Linked DNA regions of Mus musculus: region 2 is linked to region 1. A link is a contact called in public Micro-C data. All regions are on one chromosome and are shown on one strand. The core of a region is the stretch at or near the end of the contact, and the rest is flanking DNA. Distances in the headings are between cores, read along the strand shown.

The links. A called contact is a pair of places that touch in the nucleus more often than the background predicts.
Region 2: a Micro-C map of granulosa cells shows a contact between it and region 1, with 1.8 times the contacts expected there. The contact joins two enhancer-like sites. A contact is called at or near these places in 8 of 484 Hi-C or Micro-C datasets (the HPC-7 cell line, adipose-derived mesenchymal stem cells, granulosa cells and 4 more) and 1 of 115 datasets of contacts at active chromatin or transcription factors (embryonic stem cells).

Annotation. Positions count from the first base shown.
Region 1 is chr1:78,146,940-78,150,227 of GRCm38.p6, reverse strand. All of the region lies in intron 4 of Pax3 (paired box 3), which reads left to right. Among named protein-coding and RNA genes, the nearest start is that of Pax3, 49 kb to the left of the region's middle. Within about 2 kb of position 1,542, at least 13 of the 459 cell types and tissues checked have an H3K27ac peak or open chromatin away from gene starts, as enhancers often do. A contact at or near this core is called in granulosa cells, where this site is marked.
Region 2 is chr1:78,411,356-78,414,643 of GRCm38.p6, reverse strand. The region is part of intron 4 of Sgpp2 (sphingosine-1-phosphate phosphatase 2); the gene reads right to left. It also overlaps the pseudogene Gm19072. Among named protein-coding and RNA genes, the nearest start is that of Gm51634, 56 kb to the right of the region's middle. Within about 2 kb of position 1,768, at least 11 of the 459 cell types and tissues checked have an H3K27ac peak or open chromatin away from gene starts, as enhancers often do. A contact at or near this core is called in granulosa cells, where this site is marked.

The DNA.
Region 1 (3,288 bases), core at 293-2,792:
CTTGTGTTTGTTCTTTGGTAGTGTAGTTCAGGAGAGCATGGTCGCCATTCCTGATGCTTAGGGTCATTTTACACTGTGTCCATGGCACAGGGGATTGATTTACTTGGGAACTATTTGTCCTCACCAAGGTTCAAGGGGAGAGGTGTGGAATTATTGTGAAGAAAATGTCAGGGCTCCAGAGATGGCTCAGTGGGTAAGAGCAGTGGGCTACTCTTCAAGAAGACCCTGGATAGCATCCCGCAGCTGCTTGGTAGCTCTCAACTGCTGGCAACAGAAGTCCCAGGGAATCTGATGTTCTCTGCTGGTCTCTGTGGGCACCAGTTACACACACAGACATCCGTGCAGACAAAATACCCATATGGATAAGTAAATCAACTAGGGAAAAAGGAAAAAGGAAATGTTAGGGACTCTCATGGGCCAAGGTTTCTTCCGGACTCATGCAAAGGCTTTTCACAAAGCGTCACATTGTCGTGGACTTTTGGACAGTATGCCAAAAGAACCTAGCTTTGTTTTCTTTTAATTGTTTTGCTATTTATTTCGTGACATGGTTCTACTAGATAATCCAGGTGAGATTGAGCCGGATGCTAGTTTTCACCTCCTTGAAAAGGGATCCACAAATTATAAAAGCTTTAGCACACCCCTCCCAAACAAAAAACAAAACAAAACAAAACAAAACAAAACAAAACAAAACAAAATATGGATTTTCTTCTGATAGCAGACTGGAACGTTTTCAATTTGTTTTGAAATAGAAGAAACACATCCTCGTTGACAGATATGTAGGATACTGGAGGTTGGTGCAAAAACAAACAACAAAAAAAAGTGCTTAAGTCATAAAACTGGAGACAAGGGACAGTTGACAGATATGTAGGATACTGGAGGTTGGTACAAAAAAAGTGCTTAAGTTGTAAAGCTGGAGACAAGGGACAGTTTACTTCCTTGAGGGTAAGGTGCTTCTGCTGGTATCTTCCCTCATTCAAAGAAAGAAACTAGAAGTCTGTGACAAACATAGGCAACTGTCTGAAATCAGAAGGTCTCATACCCTCTAGGGATTTTTTGTTTTTTTAAATGGGGTCTCTTAGCCTGAGCTGGCCTCAAACTTGCTAGGTAGCCTAGGGTGATCTTGAAATCCTAGCCTTTCTGTTTCTGCCTCCCTACTTCTGAGATTACACCACCACATTCGGCCCTTGTGTTCTGTCCAGTGTAAGGGCTCACATACCTACCTCCTCTTTAGTTTAAGGAAAGAACGGTGGTGGTGAGGGGAAGCATTTTTTTGTGACCCTTCTAGAAACACCCTCACACTTCCCCCTTCCTGGCAACTGCTGAAACAGAGAAGAGCAGAAGAGCATCTGTACCTGTAATCTGGGTTGCCTCTAAAATGACCTGCAGTCCTCTGAAAGATTAGAATAGAGCATACCCCTTTTCTGATGCCATATGATACCATCAGCCCGTCCCTCTTCTGAGAACTCTCTGGCAGTGTACAGTCAAAACAGCCAGCGAGCTCTGATATGCAAAGCCATTTCTCTTAGAATGACCTTGGATCATTGTAATAGTTTGCAAAATTATTCAACCGCCAAGCAAGGAGACAAGTTCCCTCTAAACCTGATAGCAGGGAGCAGAGCCCCGTGGTTGGATTTTGGTTTTTTTTCCCCCCTCCTCTAAGCTTCCTAGTTGCTTTGACTGTTTGACTCTTGAAAATGAAACAAGTACCCCTGGGGACACAGAGCCAAAACCTTGTACAAATTCAAGGAAGTGGCCAATCAGAGAAATGAACCTGGTCGCATCAAGAGTTGACATGTAAGTTTTAGTCACAGTTCAATGAGGAAGGAAAGTTGGCACACACATGGGAAATACTAATGTTCTTGGCAGTTCAAGGAAGGGAGACAGGGAGAGCAAAGGAGGGAGGGAGGGAGGGAGAGAACAAGCAGGGAGGAGAGAGGGAAGGAGAGGAGGGAGGTCTTTAGTGGCTGGTCAGTCCAGGTAAGACTATGGAACTAGGTTTTTAGGGCTACATACAACACTGTGATAAAGACAGGCAGAAAGAAATTCTGGGCTAGGGACACAGTAGGGCAGGCTAGGAGCCAAGATGTGACTAAGCCTTGGTCTTTTGGACAGTCACACAAAGGTTTCTGGAAGTCAGTTTGTTCTAGTCCACTGATAAATTAAAAGCATACCAAAAGTTTTGTCTACATGCTCAGTTTTATGGTAATCATTAGCCCTCTACATTTTAAAGCTAATAATACTCAAATATTAATTTTATTTCTTATAAAATTGATTACTAATGATCATTATTTGACCATAGGTAGGATTTGAATGAAAAGACAAAATCTGTGATTGATACAAAGGAATAGAGGACCCCATATAATTTCTGGCTGTGTTTGAGTGAAGATGGCTTATTTTTGTAACTCTATTATCTAGCTGACTTGCTGAAATTTTGAGCAAGTTTCTTTTAAATACATCAAGTATCAGCTTCATTTAAAAAAAAAAAAACAAGATGGGAACCTCTAGCCCACAAGGCTATATGAAGAGCTAAGGGGAAACGAAACTTTAGATAGAAGAAATAAAAAATAACCTTATTATAAAGATTAGTTCTTAAAATGATTGATACAGTGTATGTGCGTATGTGTGTGTCGTGTGTGTGTGTGGTTGTGTGGTTGTGTGGTGTGTGTGGTGTGTGTGTGTGGTTGTGTGGTTGTGTGTGTATGTGTGTATGTGTGTGCATGATTTTTATTTTTTTTCTGGAGCGCAGTCGAGTGCAATACACTTCGATTTATTTCCTTAAGTCCTGAGCTGGGGCTTCTTTGGTGGAAGGAGGTACTTGCTGCTGCTGCTGACTGAAGAATAGAAGTCAATGAACCATCCAGTCCAAGCCAATTACTGATTTGACTGTGAGGTAAAGTGGAGATAGATAGAGATTAGAATCGGAAGGTCTAGGTAGGGAATTTAAGGAGGCATGAGGAATCTCTTTCAATTCACCAAACCTCCATGTTGTGGTTCGATGTATACTTTCAGAAGAGTCCCTGACAATCCTTGAGGTGATTTTTAAAGTTTTAGGACAAGCAGCCTTCAGGATAAAACAAGAGTGCCTTGAGAGAGCCTATAGAAAGCAATTTGAAATTGTGGTCAGTCCCTGGTTTTCTTCTTGCCATTTAATTATGTTGCTAATTATCGGGGCTGTTGTCTTCCTTCACTAGCCACTGGGCTCAGGCTTACACAGGTCATTAACACACTCTTCCTGTTCTGGCTTCTTCTATTCTGAAGAAGAAGGCGGCTGGAGAGCACTCCTCCCAC
Region 2 (3,288 bases), core at 519-3,018, 260 kb before region 1:
TTGACTGCTTATGTGGGAAAAGCCAGTGCCTTCAGTGAGGACTGCAGCTGCCAACGCTGTCCTGTTGGTACCTGAGAAGAAGCAGAGATGCTTTCTCCATGACTAGTGGAGTAGACACAAAGTCTCCACTCACCAAGCACTTGGGTTTGTGTGGAGTGAGTGGTCAGGAGCACAGACGGTTCTCAAGGTTGTTCAACAGTCCTCGTTGACCAAGAACGCACTCGCACGGCTCAGCGGCTAACTCAGGATGCGGGATCACCCCAGTAGGTGGAGTTTGTCCTGCTCAAGTTTCTCTGCGATTGAAATGGGGGTCAACATGTATGTTTCCGTTGGATCCATCGTGGATAGAGCTCTGTACCCAGAAAGCTCAGCAACGGGAAGGAACTATGTGAGTGAGAATATCTACCTTGTAAAAAGGTACACAGGGGACCTCCATCTCGAGGATGCCATTCATGTGCCCGTCTTACCTGCCAAGAGCAGGTGACAGAAGCTAACAGGAGCTGGGATCTGTGAGGCAGACAGCTTTTGGAGGCTCTGCCCACCTGGATTTAAAGATCTCCTGGCTGCTATAACATTTTAAGGAACTGAATAGACAACCCAATTTCAGATAATATATTTATTTCCTTGCATGGCTTTAGAAACACTTTGTTGAGCAGAGTTTTTACATGCTTATTTCTACACGGCTTAAAAGGATGATGTTTTTAAAATGACACAGCATAGCAAACCGTTAAATCCTCCAATAAGTAACGAGGCAAGCTGCTGGGTAGTATATGTAAGACATGGTTCTATTTTGACTGACAAAAAGCTTGGAACACAGGCAGGTACATATTTGCAGAGCAGTGCACTTGGGTACACAGTAGGGAAGGGGACTCCACACTGGAATTCTCTATCACCTGGATGTGCTTTTTATTTCCTTTGGATTTATGTGAAATTGAATTAAGCACCTGAGTCTGCCCATGCACGGCGGGGTGAGCAGGGACCTCCGTGCAGAGGGTCCGCTGAGGACCAGAGTATTTTGTCTATGTGTTTAAAGGAACACTACTGTTAAGAGTTGGAGACAGCTCGTCACCTCCGCCAGTCTTGACCCCGAAGGAAGTCAACAGGGATAAAAGGGGCATTTGCCTCATCCACAGAGATAAAGCAGCTCAGGTCCCTTCTGGAAGAAAGTCTCCCAAGGCCAGATGGCTCACTCTTCCTTGGCCCTCCAGCCATGGTTGCTCTTGCGGCTGCCTTGATGGCTGCAGGTCTCATGGAGACTGACAGATTAATCAGTCGAAACTCTCTTCCCAGAAGGTCCTAGGTTGTGCCACACTCTTCCCCCATCTGATCCAGAGTGCAGCCAGGAATCTACACTCTGCATAGTCCCCAGCATAATCTGGATTCAGTGAATGTAAAGTTAGAACAAAAGTAAATAAACCCAGGGACAGCAGCCTAGAGCCTGAGCACGGTCCAAATCCTCAACAGGTTCCAGGAATTCCGCACTGCTTTCCCACGGCACGCAAATGGGTCTGCTTGCTTTCTGAAATTTTAAACTTTTTTGTTTTGTTTTGTTTTTTGAGCCAGGCGTGGTGGCCCACCCCTTTGATCCCAGTACTTGGGAGGCATGCAGGCAGATCTCTCTGAGTTTGAGGCTAGCCTGATCTACACAGTGAGTTGGAGCATGGGCAACTTCTACTTAGAAAGAAAAAGACTTCCCTAATAACCATTAAGGGTTCCCTGGGGAGAGGCGGGGCCTCATGAGCCCCGCCCCTTTCCCTGATAGGCTACTTCTGGGCGCTGTCCTGAGCAGGTCTTGGGATTGCTTCTGCTGCTGTAAGTTCCTGAGTGCAAGGCCAGGTCCTGAAAACATCTTTTCACAGCGCACTTCCCCGTGCTCTGGCCTTGGTCTTTCTTTCTGCTCTCTCTTCCACAGCGTTCCCTGAGCCTTAGAGGGCGTGGTGCAGATGTCCTGTTTAGGACTGTGCTCTCAAGAGACACTTAGTTCCATATTCTGACCAGTTCTTGGTCTCTGCCCACGTAACCGCTGTCCACTGCAAACAGAAGCTTCTCTGGTCAAGGCTGAGCCCACTTGCTGTTTGTTAAACACACCGAGGACAGTTTTGTATTCCTTTCAGAAGCTAAGTGTGCTCCAGCCATCTCTACCTGGCAAGTTCTTACAGCTCCTCTCTAAGGCTCGGCTCTAGGGCTATGCCTCTCTCACGCACTGTCATGTATCCCCACAGTTGGCAGTGATCTCCCTTGGCCCTGAACGAAAGGCTAAGAGCACACTTCATACACTTGCCTTATTTTGTCTTTGCTGTGATGAATACTTTCCTCTGGGCTCATTAAAAGTTTCCGGCCAGAAAGTCAAGGTTGAGCTAAGGTTGCCGATTTATTTGCAGTCTTTCTCAAAGCGTCAGGACTAGAGTAGACCAGACACTAGCTGGCAGAGTCAGGAGGCTGGGGTGTTGGCTACCCATTGTTTCAAAGTATAAATAAGAATTTACCCTGGTTCCTCCTGTCTTCTTTTGTAATTATGGTTGCCAAAGTCCCTGACATCTGGTTGGAATAGTCTTTATAAACTTAATTGTGTTCATCTTCAATCCAAACTAAATTATTTTAGTCCACAGCCCCAGCATTTGAGGCAAAACTAATTTTAGCCATCATGGCCGAATATGGAGTTTTCCCCCTCCCTTCTAGTCATACATTTGGATTTTCATCCATGGAAAGTGATACTATAATAAAGGTATTTAGGTATTTTCATAAGAAAGACACTTGAGCCATATCTAGTGAGATTTCCAAGTTGGGGACTGTAAATCTCTTATAACAAAATTATTTTGTAAATACTTCTACATAGAAGAACTGCAAATGCTCTAAGCTTTATTTTTAAATAACTTTCCTTGAGACAAGGTCTTATTCTGTAGCTGAGGCTGGTTCTACCACTAGTCTCAAAACAAAACAAATAAAACAACCCCCCCCCCCCAAAACCCCCAAACCTTCAAAAACATTTCCAGAGATGAACATTTCCACTGTTGCTTAGGAAAGCCACAAGTGGCCATTCTGCTTCTCAGCACACCAGGTGCCACTCAGATGGCTCCTCGAAAGATGCCTGTTTGGTGCCAGGATGTGTGTGCTCATCTGGGAATGTATTGAGCGCTTCCTGTATGCAGTGATTGAAGAACCATTATAGGGGGTCCGTGTGTAACAGTTCAGAAAGACACTGGGCATTTCAGGAAGCCATCCCCGCTCTCATGCTCTCGAGAGAAGAGTTTCAAGGTAGAGACACCAGGTAGTACTTGGTGTAAAGTA